3 separate regions of the Sus scrofa genome follow, and regions 1 and 3 are each linked to region 2. The links are chromatin contacts, called in public Hi-C and HiChIP or PLAC-seq maps. All regions are on one chromosome and are shown on one strand. The core of a region is the stretch at or near the end of the contact, and the rest is flanking DNA. Distances in the headings are between cores, read along the strand shown.

The links. A called contact is a pair of places that touch in the nucleus more often than the background predicts. HiChIP or PLAC-seq counts read pairs in DNA pulled down with a chosen protein or histone mark.
Region 1: a Hi-C map of liver shows a contact between it and region 2, with 9 times the contacts expected there. The contact joins the promoter of RPS15A here to the promoter of SMG1 in region 2. A contact is called at or near these places in 1 of 5 promoter capture datasets (liver), 5 of 47 Hi-C or Micro-C datasets (blood, heart right ventricle, liver and 1 more) and 2 of 2 datasets of contacts at active chromatin or transcription factors (alveolar macrophages and skeletal muscle).
Region 3: an H3K27ac HiChIP or PLAC-seq map of skeletal muscle shows a contact between it and region 2. The contact joins the promoter of ARL6IP1 here to the promoter of SMG1 in region 2. A contact is called at or near these places in 2 of 5 promoter capture datasets (fetal liver and liver), 4 of 47 Hi-C or Micro-C datasets (epiblast stem cells, liver and skeletal muscle) and 2 of 2 datasets of contacts at active chromatin or transcription factors (alveolar macrophages and skeletal muscle).

The regions. Positions count from the first base shown.
Region 1 is chr3:26,775,399-26,779,974 of Sscrofa11.1, forward strand. It overlaps RPS15A (40S ribosomal protein S15a), which reads left to right and starts at 1,263. Exons shown (of 5, transcript XM_021086554.1): 1 at 1,263-1,406; 2 at 2,430-2,567; 3 at 3,037-3,116. The coding sequence starts at 2,435.
Region 2 is chr3:26,652,281-26,656,869 of Sscrofa11.1, forward strand. SMG1 (serine/threonine-protein kinase SMG1) reads left to right here and starts at 1,539. Exons shown (of 63, transcript XM_021086548.1): 1 at 1,539-1,986. The coding sequence starts at 1,898.
Region 3 is chr3:26,757,519-26,762,189 of Sscrofa11.1, forward strand. ARL6IP1 (ADP ribosylation factor like GTPase 6 interacting protein 1) reads left to right here and starts at 3,127. Exons shown (of 6, transcript NM_001244213.1): 1 at 3,127-3,241. The coding sequence starts at 3,206. It overlaps SMG1 (serine/threonine-protein kinase SMG1), which reads left to right. Exons shown (of 63, transcript XM_021086548.1): 63 at 1-750.

The DNA.
Region 1 (4,576 bases), core at 13-2,512, 120 kb after region 2:
ACTTCAGGAACAACTTACTGAGTATTTGCCACATGCCAGGGCTTTGACGAGCCCTTTGGCACCTTAGCTCATCTGACCCTAGCAATAACCTTTAAGAGGCTGCACATTTATTTCAAAACACTTGTGGCTTTCTTCCAAACTGTGTTATCTCAGAACTGAGAGAAAAGTCTGAAACTCCAGTAAACAATTTTTTGGGGGGCGGGGGGGGGGGGGACTTTTTAGTGCCGCACCTGAGCCATACGGAGATTCTCAGGCTAGGGGTCAAATTGGAGCTACAGCTGCCGGCCTACACCACAGCTCACGGCAACCCTGGATCCTTAACCCACTGAGTGAGGCCAGGGATCAAACCCTCAACCTCATGGTTCTTAGTCAGATTCATTTCCGCTGCACCACAACTGGAAACTCCAATAATTTCTAACATTTAGGGAGAGTCCAAAAGGAAGCATCAATTTTTAAATTTTTTTTTTTACTTTTTAATTTTTATGGCTGCCCCCACTGCATATGGAAGTTCCCCAGGCCAGAAATTGAATCTCAGCCGCCGCTGCGGCAACACCGTATCCTTTAACCCACTGCAGCCATGTTCGGGGATCCAATCCGCCCCCCCGCAGCCACAAGAGGCACAGCGGGAAAAGTTTTTGACTGCTTTGAAAAAGTCATCCATACACGTTTCCAAGAAACAAAGGGAGAGCTGGCTTCTGCAGCACACTATACTAAAATTGGACCCATGCAGAGAAGATTATCATGGTTCCTCTGCAAGGATGACAAGCAAACTCAAAGAGGTCTTTTTTTTTTTAATTTAAGGAGTTTCTTGGCGGCCTAGCGGTTAGGTTTTGGTGCTTTCACCGCTGCTGTCTGGGTTCAATACCTGGTCTGGGAACTGAGATCCCACATCAAGCTGCAGCAGCAAAAAACCCACAAACACAAGAAAAAACCCCGAACGAATTTCTGTAGGGAAAAAGCAATTCTTCCCATTACCAGTTCCTAACGCCCTCCTCAGAGGCAATTACACATTTCTGCGGGTTCTTCCATAGATACTGTAAATACTTAAGTATCAAAATTTTATAAATGGTGACCAGTTATTGCAGTAAAAACGTGCAAATATCTAGGCTCTTGTCACTTGTTTATTTTAACAGATTAGTTGCTAGAAAGAAATCGATCCGGTGGCTAGCGTTGCCCTTCTATAAACTCCCTCAGATAGCGCCTGGGGTGTTCGATTCCATCCACTCTCTACTGCCCACCCCTGAGGAGACTCCGCCCGTTCACCCACCTCCTTCCGCTAGGCAATCCTTCTTTTGTTGTTTTTTTTGTTTTTGGCGGGGCTTTGAAAGTCTCGCGATAGCCTGACCTCTTCCCATAATTCCGTGCGCTCGCCCCTCCCTTCCTCTTTCCGCCATCTTTCCGTGCCGGTGAGTATCTTTCTCTGAGCGATCCAACTTTATCCGTTCGCTATCGGTGCCATCCTGTGGTCTGAGGCTCGGTCTTGGTTCCCTGCGAGGATGCCGGCGGCCTCCTGTGCCGGGAATACTGGCCTCGCGGGGGTCTGAGCAGGCGGAGGAGAGAGTCATGCTCAGCCGCCCCATGCTCTGCATTCTGGGGAGTCCGGGCTGTGGGGCGCAGGCCGCAGCCCTGGCTGGACCCGGAGCTTTTCGACTGTTCGGTCGACCCGGACCCCCTACGCGATCGGCGATGCCAGTACCGCCCTTAGTAGATGAGGCCCCTCCTTGGCGGGAAGTATCGGAGTCTGGGACCCTAATGGGCCGTACAGCTTCCCATTGCTGCGGCCGCGCTGGGAGCTTGGGAGTCTGAGGCCCCTTCGGCAGGGAAGATTGCACCCTGCTTGGGGTGGAGGTTTGCTGGTGTCTTCTGGGCTCCAGGTTTTCCCCCAGACACTTGTTGAGCTTGAGGAAGCCGGTCGGACTCCTCCTGTTGTCGTTTGAAAGCATGCTTTGGCCCTTGTCCTTAGCTTTCAAAACTTTGTTAGGTAAGTTCGTGTCTGTTGGGATAGAGTCTGATGAGGTGCAAGTAACATACTTGCCACTATGGTATGCTTGCTGTGGGGCATAATTTTGGGTGGCACCTGTACAGTCGTTTTAATAGTTACGGGCGTTAGGAGAAAGTCAAGTGGTATCTTGCGATGTTTAGGACGAGGCCGACACTGAGTTGGTTTATGTAAAGGTCCTGGTGGTTTTCAGAAATTTGGAAATCATCGATGGTGACCATTTGCTCCCTTTCTGAATTAACTGGCCTACCATAGCTGGTGTTTTCATTTTGGTAGGTGACATATTCTTTCGGGGCTACAAGGGAACCAGCCTGTGTAGAGATGGGAACCTTGATAGAGGTAGAAAGAAAAGCATGTGTTAGCCGTGGAATGATTGGGTGTCTGTTAATGGCCATGGCATTAATACCCCTGTTTTGTCTTCCCTGAACAGCCACAATGGTGCGCATGAATGTCCTGGCCGATGCCCTCAAGAGCATCAACAATGCCGAAAAGAGAGGCAAACGCCAGGTTCTTATTAGGCCGTGCTCCAAAGTCATCGTCAGGTTTCTAACTGTGATGATGAAGCATGGTAAGTGTCTTAATGTGTTTTGTTTTGAGGTAAACCTGTTACAGAAAGAGTCCAGTAGAAATTGTAGGGGAGAGGCCTAGGAAGATGGGGGTGAGGTGTCAGTCCTACGTGGGAAGTACTGTAATTGATTTGGGCTGTGGACAGGATAGTCTAGACAAGTGATGCTGTTTAAGAAATGCTAGGGTAGATTAGGACTGTGGGTAAGGAGGAAGTTTGTGACTTGTCCTGCTAGGTGTTTGGCACCTAAAATAGTCGTCTTGTGATAATTGCAGCTGCAGCACCTCATTGAAAGGGCTTTGGGAGCTCCTTGGGGTGGAGTGGAGGATTGCTGAACGTCTTGGGCTTGGGAGTGGGAAGCTATGAAAGGACAGGAAATCATCCCCTTTTTAAAATTTCAGGGTTGATAGTTTTGGGTGTTGCCGTCTAAATATTAAAAATTGTTTTCAATTCAGTGTCTTGTGTTTTATAGGTTACATTGGCGAATTTGAAATCATCGACGATCATAGAGCTGGGAAAATTGTTGTGAACCTCACAGGCAGGCTAAATAAGGTAAGAATTGATTGTCTTCCACATTTAAGAACCTTCAAAGTGGTCTCACATGGTGTTGTGTGTTGTAATTGCCCTTGTAAAATTAAACGGTGCTTCCTTTACCTAGTTAGTTTAAACAGAATTAGGAACTGGTTAAAATTGTTCATTTTTATATCACATTTTACTTTGTTCTCCAGGTAGAATGGTGAGTTGACAATTGCTTGTGGAGTGTGAGGTATCTGAAGGGAGATGTGGAGGCCTGGGGCAAAATGAACAACTGGTGGTTCCTCATTTGCATGGGGGCGGCTAACAAACTGCCCTCATTGGCTTAGACTTGAGCCGAGCCACTCAATGGCCTCTCATTTTGTCAGTGTAAATAACTTTGGTCCTTCGTCTCTGTTGCTGATGGGTATTTTGGACAGAATATGGGGTTCTCTGGATTTTTTTGTTTGTTTATCTTTTTAGGGCCACACCTGTGGCATTTGGAGATTCCCAGGCTAGGGGTTCAGTCGGAGCTTTAGCCCCTGGCCTATGCCAGAGCCACAGCAACTTGGGGATCCAAGCCATGTCTGCTTCCTACACCACAGCTTATGGCAGCACAGGATCCTTAACCCATTGGCCGAGGCCAGGAATCGAACCCACGTCCTCATGGTTGCTAGTCGGGTTTGCTGATTGCTGAGCACGGGAACTCCTGTAGAAATGCTTCTGGTTTTGCTGGTATAGGTGCAGTGTGTGTCTTTGAGGTCTGTTCTCCCTTTCACTTTGACTTGTAAGCTTAATCTAGTGGATCTGTTTGATTTTTTTTATGACTGCGGGTTAAATGTTAACTGATGCATGTTTTGGAGGTCAGGTGTTTGTCTAAAAGCAAGTTGGGGTCTTGAGTTTACTTTCTGTGTTCAGGTTTGAAGCTTTCACGCTTGCAATGTGTAATGTCAGATGAAAACTACTGGACCCCTTTGGGAGAGATTTGAAGTTTCTGAAGGAAATTTGGGGTCTTTGTCTTATGTTTTATTGTAGTCATTAGACCCCAGTCCCAAGGAAGGATTTGGATTCACTCTTCTTTCTCACTCTAACGCTCACAATGTGTTCTTGAAATAGAGGAGAGTGTGTTGGTGTATTTTTTTCGAGTTAAGCTAAGATCTGAGACCAGCTCAAGATCTCAGTAATTGTGGAAGAGCTGGTTTTAGTATATAGTTTATAGAGCAACTTAAAGTTGTCTTGCAGAAGATGTTAAAAAGACAAAACCAGGAGTTCCCATCGTGGCGCAGTGGTTAACGAATCCGACTAGGAACCATGAGGTTGCGGGTTCGGTCCCTGTCCTTGCTCAGTGGGTTAACGATCCGGCGTTGCCGTGAGCTGTGGTGTAGGTTGCAGATGCGGCTCGGATCCCGCGTTGCTGTGGCTCTGGCGTAGGCTGATGGCTACAGCTCCGATTCGACCCTAGCCTGGGAACCTCCATATGCCGAGGGAGCGGCCCAAAG
Region 2 (4,589 bases), core at 289-2,788:
GCACCAGTTCGTAGAAGGAGCTTCTTGTTCCCTGAATGAGTCGAATTGGGGAGGGGAGAAAAGTACATATGAAAACCTAACTTTCCATCCTTTAGAACTAGCAAGAGCCTACAGTGTTGACGGACATAAGCAAGGAGCCCAAAGTTGAAGGGGGATGCATGTGGATCACCTCATAATCTCAAGTACTTTTGTAATTTAGTAACTTTTTTTTTTTTCTGCCTTTTTCTAGGGCCGCTCCTGCGGCATATGGAGGTTCCCAGGCTAGGGGTCAAATCAGAGCTGTAACCACTGGCCTACACCAGAGCCACAGCAACGCGGGATCCGAGCTGCGTCTGCAACCTACACCACAGCTCACGGCAACGCCGGATCCTTAACCCACTGAGCAAGTCCAGGGATCAACCCCGCAACCTTATGGTTCCTACTCGGGTCCGTTAACCACTGCGCCACAACGGGAATTCCATTGGTAACCATTTTTAATCACACAAGCAATATATGGGGACTTTGCAACATAGGGAATTTGCAACATAAAATAACGTAAGACCCTTTTGACTATCCTCCAGAGTTAATTCCTGTTACCTGTTCTGTGTGTGCGTGCGTGCGTGCGTGTGTGTGTGTTTGGCTGCACCTAGGGAAGCTCCGGGGCCAGGAATGGAACCTGCACCAAGCTGTAACTGAAGCCACAGCAATGACCTACTGAGCCACATGCTAACTCCCTGTTACCTGTTTGCTGTGCAGCTTGTTGACCTTTTCTCTTTGTATATGGCATCCACTTTATGTCTAAGATGCTTTAGTGAACTCTTTGGTGGGGGCCGTGGAAACGTCGCGGCGGAGGAGAAAGTGCTCAGGTTTGGCCCCCCCCCCCCCCCCCGCCCAATGCCACGCCACCCGCAAGACTCTTTGGAAGGGAAAGTAGCTGTTAACGGTGGGAGGATTTCAGAGCGTATTTCATGTTGCAGGGGACAAAGGTTGGTGCTCGTGAGTATTCCGCTTTCTTCCTCTATTTCGTTTTTTGTAATGGTAAGACATAAATGGTCAAGGTGTCGGGAATCTACGGGCACATTTCAGGTGGAGGCTGGGTAGATGAATGTTCACCCCCTCTGTTTTTTATTTTTACTTATTGCCGTACAAGGTGAGGAACGTGGGCGCGCGTGAACTCTAAGGACATGCATGTGTGTCTGCGCGCGCCACCGCAAGGGCACCCCTGTATCTTGAGCGGAAGCCTGTTTACACCTGACTGCCCCGCCCTCTGGGGGTCAGGTGCTTTCCCGGGGGTGTATAGGAGAGCGTGCGCGTGGAGATGGTGACGGAGAACCCCCTCTCCCGTGATCCCCCGCGGCGGGGCCGGACCTCCGCGCGGTCCGCGAAGACTGGAAGCGAGCGCGGGGCGCGGAGAGGGCGGTCCACTTGCTGAGTCCGGCCCCGCCCACATGCCCCGCCCCTCGGTCCCGGCCCCGCCCCTCCACCCCGGCCCGGCGGGCGCCGGCACCGCCTCTCGCTCCCAGCATGCCGTGCGGCAGCGGCGGCGCGGCGGGCGGAGCCGGGAGGCGGGGAACCCGTGGCTGTGTGAGCGTGAGGAGCAGCCGCCACCGCCTCCTCCTCCCTGTCCTCCTCCTCCTGGGCCCCGGCGTCGCGGGCCGCGCACGGCCCTGGAAGAGACGTCGCCTCCCCTTCCTCCGCCTCCCTCTCGCCGCGCCGCTCCCGCCTCCTCGTCCTGCGCTGCGGGCTCAGGCGGAACCCGGAACGGCCGTCCGCCTCCCCCGCCCTCCGCCGCCTCCTCCTCCTTCTCGGCTTCCTCCTCAGCCCGGGGCCGGAGCGGAGTGTCGGCAGCGGCCGGTTCGGGCGGCGACTCGCGCTTCTTCGGGCGGCGGCGCTTGGCCATGTCGTGTCGGGGAAGGTAATGAGCCGCAGAGCCCCGGGGTCTCGGCTGAGCAGCGGCGGCGGCGGCGGCACCAAGTACCCGCGGAGCTGGAATGACTGGCAACCCAGGTGGGTGAGCCGGCGGCCAGCTCGCCACCCCGACCCCGGGCCTCGCCTCGGGCGGGCCGAGGCCTAGGGCCGCCGGGCTGGGAGGCGCGGCCTAGGCTCTCCACCCCCCCAGGAACCGGGCGCGGCTTCCTGGGTTCCCTCCCGCCCCGGCTGGGGAAGGAAGGCCGCTGGGAGGCGAGGCCTAAATGCTTCCCCTCTCCCTGCATTTCAGCCTCAGGGCTGGAGCCAGACCCTGGGCGCCGGGAGAAGGAACTGGCCTAGGAATTGGGTGAAGGAAGGGAACCTGGTGTTGGTTGTTTTTTTTTGTTTGTTTTTTGTTTTTTTTTACTTGCCGCCTTCCCCTTAAGTTGGTATATGAGTTGGGGGATCCTGGGAGTACAGGACCCTCTCCGCCACCCATTCACTTTCCTATCTCTCCGCCTCTCAGCCCCCACGTGAAAAGACCTCCTTAACTTTGATCTTTTCTGTGACCTCCCACGTGTTAATATTTAAAAAACAGCCACGCTCCAGGGCCTTACTCTGACTTTAGGCAGGCTCGTTGTGGGGCATGAGAGGAGATTGTGACAGTGTTAATGGGGCCAACCGACTCTGGTCCTGGAAAATGTTTCCCACAAGTGCAGGGGGCAGCTACTTTGGCGGAGAGCAGTTCATGCCTGGACACTTGAGCGGGCTTTCGCTTAGAAGAGTAAAGGGTTTGATTTCCGACAGGGGTCTCCTTGGAAATGAACATATTAAAGGGTACCGACTTTTTAAAGAAAATTAATTTTCGTTTCTTTCTGATTAATCATGGGGCAGTTGTACGTAATTTTGGACTGATTCTCATCTCTCTTACTCAATAAGTGCTTGTAATACTCAAGACTGTTTTGGAACTTAGCCCAGTGCCTAGAAGAATTCCCTAAATGTATATAACATTGTAGGGTTAGTTGTTTCATGGAGGTCTCGCACTTTGAGCCTCTTGCATTATGATTGTCCAGGAACTGGCCAGAGAAATGTTAGACACACATTGTTGGGATGACTTTTAATTTCCTGATGGCTGCATGCAATTCCAGCAATGTTTGGAAATAATTTGGAAAGATAGTAGAATGTAACGCCCTACGACTTGATAGAAAAACCAAAATAATCTTTTGGCTGATGAGTGATACACATTTCATTCTGTTTCATGTGTTTTTCCAGGTCTCCTGTCTGCTGAGAATTATGTATATAACAAAGTGACATTAAAAGCTTAGTTTAGAATTAAGATGTTAAGTAGTTTAAAATTTTTGAAAAGAAAAGCATAGTTGGACCTGTCCTTTACCGCTTAGGGTTTGTGAGTGCTTTAAATAAAATCAGTTGACTGGTTTTGATATTTTTATCTATAACTGGCATTTTTGGTTGTTGTGTATGTTCATTGAAATGTGTGAAATTTACTTCTTTTTCCCATCTAGTGAATTAGGTGATAAATGAGGTTGAATTGAACATCTGAGAGCTCTTTGACAGTAGATTTTCCATTATTTTTCGGTATTGTCAGCATGTGTAAACAATGTGCATGGTATCCCTTTAGAGGACTAAATAAAGTGCCCTTCTCAAGCAGTCCTAGAACTTCTGGAGAAGAATAAACTGTAGCTTGTGGTTCTCAACAAGTGGAGTAGCACAGTTGGAGCCACGGGTTGAGGTTGCCTGGTTTCATTTGACAGGTATGAAGCAGAATGGCTCCCATAGTTGTGGAATAAGTACATGGGTTATTAATATTACTCGTGTTTTCTTCTTTCAGTTACCTTATTTTTTGGCTCTGTGTGTGTGTAAAGGGGCCTCTGCATTCTTTGAAGCTGTGCTCTGTAGCAAAGTCTCAGAACTTATTGCCTAGGTAGACAGATGCTATGAGAAGATGCACTTGGTTACATGGAGTAACAGTCAATTAGGATATTGGAAATACTTGACTTTTTTGTAGAGGAGGGAACAGAAATGTATGGAGGGTACACCAAAGCAAAATTTCTTTGCACTGTTGCCTAGTTGTTTTGTAAAATAGCCAATAAAAAAAACTTAAGGTGTTTGCCAAGTCATAAATTTTCCTGAGATAAATTTGAGGTTGTTATTTTGTCCCCTCCTCACTTCAGAAAGGTGACAGACTCAGTTAACTGACAGAATGGAGCTTGATTTTCCCGCTTCTTTAAATGGAAGTTTATTTTTCTAAACATCTTCAAATGCTGGCGAATTCTTTATGGTTTATCAGAATCCTTTTGGTTTTAAAAAAAAAAATTAATTTGCTTTTCTGTACCAGTCTTTCTATAATTTTTTTGGATTCTATTTTGCTAGATGTGGGCTTTTTTAAAAACAGTTTTTGTCAGTTTCTTTTTAGCGTTAGTTTGTCAGTTAGTCTGGAAACCTGACTGTTGAGTCAGTCATGGCCACACATGATACTTCACACATGTTGACAGGAAGTGTTCCAGGTGGCTGAATAGACTCTTGTCATGTGGCAACAGAGTAAGCCCACCTTTCCTTTAGCAGAAAGCATTTCTATAGCACTGGCTTATAGTCTTCCTTTTCATTCACTGTAATCTCCATTAACATTTAAAAATGATTTGGCAAATGAGTGGTTTTACTATTGCCCCTAACTGGTCTGTCCT
Region 3 (4,671 bases), core at 1,877-4,376, 110 kb after region 2:
CCAGAAGGGTTTGTTGCACTTTTCCTGCTTTTTTAGGCCTGGGTAACAATATCACCATTCTTTACATAAGGGCAAATGGACTTCAATTGAGAGAAGCTTTATAGGTTCAAGGGTTAGTTGTACAACATGAACCATGTAGTCTCTTTCTTTCCAAGGGAATTTGACTGGGCTTACTAAGGAAAAGCTGTTTGTTGTGCTAATGCAAAAGTGCCATACAATTAGAATTAGCTCAGCTTTTGAAGATGGTAAACTTAAGGAACTGAATGTTGTTCTGAAATGCAGAAACTTGCAGAATGTTTTTCTTTCAAAACAGGCTGATTTTTTTTTTCTTTTCCTGACAGTACAAGTTTCAACTCCTGTTTAAAGTTCTTGTGTCAGTTATTTTCTTGTTTAAATTTTCCTTATATTTCCACCTGTAATGTCAGTGGCAACATCATTCACTTGTTTATTTACCCTTTATTCTAAGAGCAAATTGAGTTGAACTGAATCTTCCTTGTTCTAGTAACATTGTATAAATAAAATGGCTTCTCTGTACAAATGGTTTGTAAGGCCTCCTGATGGATATAATTTTGTGATTGTATTTAAGATTAAAAGTTGAATAAAACACACCAGCTTCCTGAAAATATTCATAATGCATTTTTTGGAAAACAAAATACATGCCTACTTTGTGCATATTTGCATTAACATGGCAAAGATTGTATGAAATACCTGTTTTTCAAAAAATAAAGTTTTAAAAGATTTAAGCTCTGATTTATCGAAGTTTCCAGAAAAATTAATTTTGGAATATGAATAATTTTTTAAAAAGCGTTAATCCAGAAGGTTTTTTTTAAAACTTAATTCTCAAATATATTTTACCCTCAGAGTTTAATAGTACTTTTGAATTAGCAGTGGAAATTTTACTTCCATGATTAAGTTCTTAGTATTAAGGCACAATTAAGCTTAATTTTGTAAATCTTTAAATAAGAACTCCTGTGGAATGTTACTCACATTTATGTTCCCTGGTGTATGAAAGCTATGAAGGAAAACGAAATGGCCAACCTGTTTTAATATCTGGAAATAAGATTGCATTTGTTGGATTATGTTAGGAAGATTTATGTTAACTGTTTAGTCATCCAACATGTTTCAAAAGATTCTGTCTTGCCTTTATTGTACAAAATGGGGCAAAAGGCTCCATCCAAGAAAGCCATGCTAAGTGTAGGTGTTTTTTGTTCTTATTAGGGCGACTGGAATTTTAGTTAAAGACCTTCCACCAGTGCTCGGTGTTAAGTTGCTGGTTAGGTCTGGGAACACATTCCTTGAGTAAGAGATACTCTGTGGAGAATCTGTGCTGTTTGAAAGCAGATCCTTCAGTTTTCACCTACTTGAATTGCACAAGCTGCTGTTGAAAGAGAAGTCTCTTCTGAAGTTGTACACAGGGAACTTGGATAAAAACCAGGCGCACTCTGTAGCAAAAGCTGATTTCCCAATGTACAAATGGCAGTTTTTAAACTCTAGTAACTGATGCCCTCTTCTTCGGAAGTGGATGTTACTGTACCTAAAGTACTGTTTTGCATTCAGTACTCTCTATATTCATCACGTGGTTGGTTGCTCGCTGTTTGCGACCTTCTGATTTTCTTTTGAAGAGGTAGGGAAGGGCCTACTCTTCAAACTCCAACTAAAATCTCCCCAAATGGGATATATCAACTGGCTGCATTTTACCTGCATAACCTGTTTTTCTCCCCAACATTTCCCTAAGTGGAACTTTACTGAAGAGTCAGTCCCCTTCCCTTGCAGAGGCTTTTTTTTTTTTTTTAATCTCCCTCCAAGTGTTTATACCTGATCAGATGCTTTATTTTTTTTCACAGTAAAAAAAGAAACTTACATTCTTATATCACAACAGAACAAAGGGTGGAAAAAAATGTATACATGTAAGTGTAACTTGGTCCCCATGCTGTACAGCGGGGAAAAAAAAAACACAATTGGTTAATAGTATAATAAAAAAATGCCACATGAGATACCAAAAAAACCCAAAAACAAACGATGGCATAATATAGAAGACTATAAAAAGTTAAAAGCTATGCTAAGTTTTCCTCAAAAAGACATCTGACCAGGTCAACATTTAGCATATTTCGAGCAATGAAAATGAAAGCATTTTTTAAATACATTTTTGTGAAGTCCTGGAGAGAAAAGATTTCTCAACACAGCTCATCTAGTTTTTGTTTTTGTTTGGCCGCTCCCCTGGCATTCATCTGCTTCTTAAATTCCAATTCATTCCACCCTTATGAGAGAGTTGACATCTTTCCTTAGCATGACCTCTAATGTAAAAAGATCTGTCAAAACAAGTCCCTTTTTGGAGAGGGAGTTCGTAGTTTACCCCACAAAGAATTTCCCCAAACACCCTATATAAACAAGCCGATTTTTTTAAGTCAATGCATTTTTCACAAGTTGTCGAACTACGCCAAGATTTTCTCCTACCCCCATCAAACTAAGGCCTTAAAGGGGAGTAACATTGCGGAAAAAAAATCTACATAAATAGCCCTATTCATTTGTCCGCGAAACCTCACGAGATGGGCACGAGTCATAAATCCAGGCTAAACTGCTCAAGGCTGCGGGAGCAGGGATCAGAAGGCGGGGCCGACGGGGAACAGCTGGGGCGAGGGCCACAGGCTGCTTCTGTTAAGAGGATCCCAGCCGGCCCCCTTAATCACAATGAAGTTAGCGTCACATGACCACCTCTGCCTTCCGCCTGATACTGGGTGGCATATTTCCTCGAGGACTAATTCCGGAGAGTCTCCTTGGCTGCTTTGAGGTCCCCCTGAAAGAGCGTCCGAGAGCTACGGTTCCCACAGGCCCCGGGGATACTGAGGCCACACCAGGCCCCGGGCAGCGGCCGTTCAACCGCTTCTGAAAGGCCTGGGCGGGGCGTCGCACACCTCCTGGGCGCTGATTGGTCATTCAGTGTCCCCGCCTCCTCGGCCCCGGCGTTCTCACTCTCCTTTGACCTCGGTTTCAAGACATGCGCTGGACAGCGGTTGGCCGCCCCGGCTTCAGCTTCATCTTGATTTGCCCAATGAGGAGCGAGCTTCGCGGGGTCTGTCGGGAAAGGCATCCAGCCTATATAAGCGGCTTGCGGGGCGTACCCTGATGCCAGGGTAGCCTTAAGGGGTTCGAGAGAGCTCTTGGTTTTGTGGCGTCTTTCGCTCCTAGAGACGACACCTCAGGGACGATGGCAGAGGGAGATAATCGCAGCACCAATCTGCTGGTGAGTCCTGGCGGCTTCGTCGTGAGGGAAATGCGCTGGGTTTCTGGATATTAGGCTCCATGGGACGGCGCTGCGGCTTCGTTCCTATCACCTGCCGCGGGCCCGGCCTCCTCTCCCGGTGCCCAGGTGCAGGCGACGACTCCTGCCCTTTGGATGTCGTGGGTGAGCCTTGCTTGGCGGTCACTAGTCGTGTCCACGCCTAACATCCCTTGGGGACGGTTCGCGACGGAGCGAGGGCGCGTGATCATTCACCGCGAATAGAGGTTGAGGAGGAAGCGAGAGAAGAGGGGCTGGGACCCGCCTGGGGTGCAGTCACTGGCTGAGGGCCGCGAGTGCCCTGTCGAGTGCTTCGGGGGGCCCAGGCCCCAGCGGTATCCGGGTTTTCCCTCTTTCATCTTAAGCAGGACATCCTTTCGCCCTTTTCCCCAGTATTTGGTCAGGGGTTGAGGGTCAAAGGGTTGCTGCCGATAATTTGTTAGAGCTGGCACAGCTTAACACGGCAGCGAGGCTGCAAACTCACCGCTGGGAACCGAAAGTAAGAGTCCAGCCGGAAGGACTATGGGAGGTCTCGGCGTTAGTCTGTAACTGATAAACCTTTGGGGAAGGGGGAGGGTCACGGGAGGACTTTCGAGTAAGCAGGGGTCTAAAGGAAATGCAGTGAGGTTCTATCACAGGCAGACAATTTTAACCTCACTGAGAATCACGCAGGATCTAGGCAAAAGGGAAGGAAGGATCAGTCCATTTTCTACGTTGCATTTTCCCCAGGGAGAGTGCTAATGAATTAAGTGACTTTGCAGGGCAGTTTTGATTGTGCATGATTTTCGTTTTGCATTGATTTTTAGAAACGTATGACCTCTGCCCCATGACACACACACAGCAAAAACCTCTTCTCTGTGGTAAGCCTAGTTAGCCCCAGCCAGCTTCGTTTTAAGAATTGATTGTAGCACAAAGAAGTTGCCCAAGTTTACACAGCTGTTGAGACAACCGATATGGGCTCTGCTCTGCTGCTCTCTCTGCAGAGCAGTGTGGCTTTAAGGACAGGCCTTTGGCCTTGGATTTGCCAGATTCAGATCTGTTAACCTCTGTGTATCTCAGTGTCCTTATCTATAAAATGAAAATAATAACATCTTCCTTTCAGTTTGTTACGAGAAATGATTAAAATATAAACACAGAAAACATTTAGCAGAGTTTCTGGCACATGATAATCTTTTTTAACTTATTAAACATAGTATATAAAGTCAGAAATATTGAGGTTCCACCTAAGTGATCAGTGTGGCACAGCATTTTTTTTTTTTTTTTTTTTTCTTTTTAGGGCTGCCCCCATGGCCTATGGAGGTTCCCAGGCTAGGCTACACCACAGCCACAGCAACATCAGATCCAAGCCAAGTCTGCAACCTACACCACAGCTCTTAGCAGTGTTGGATCCTAAA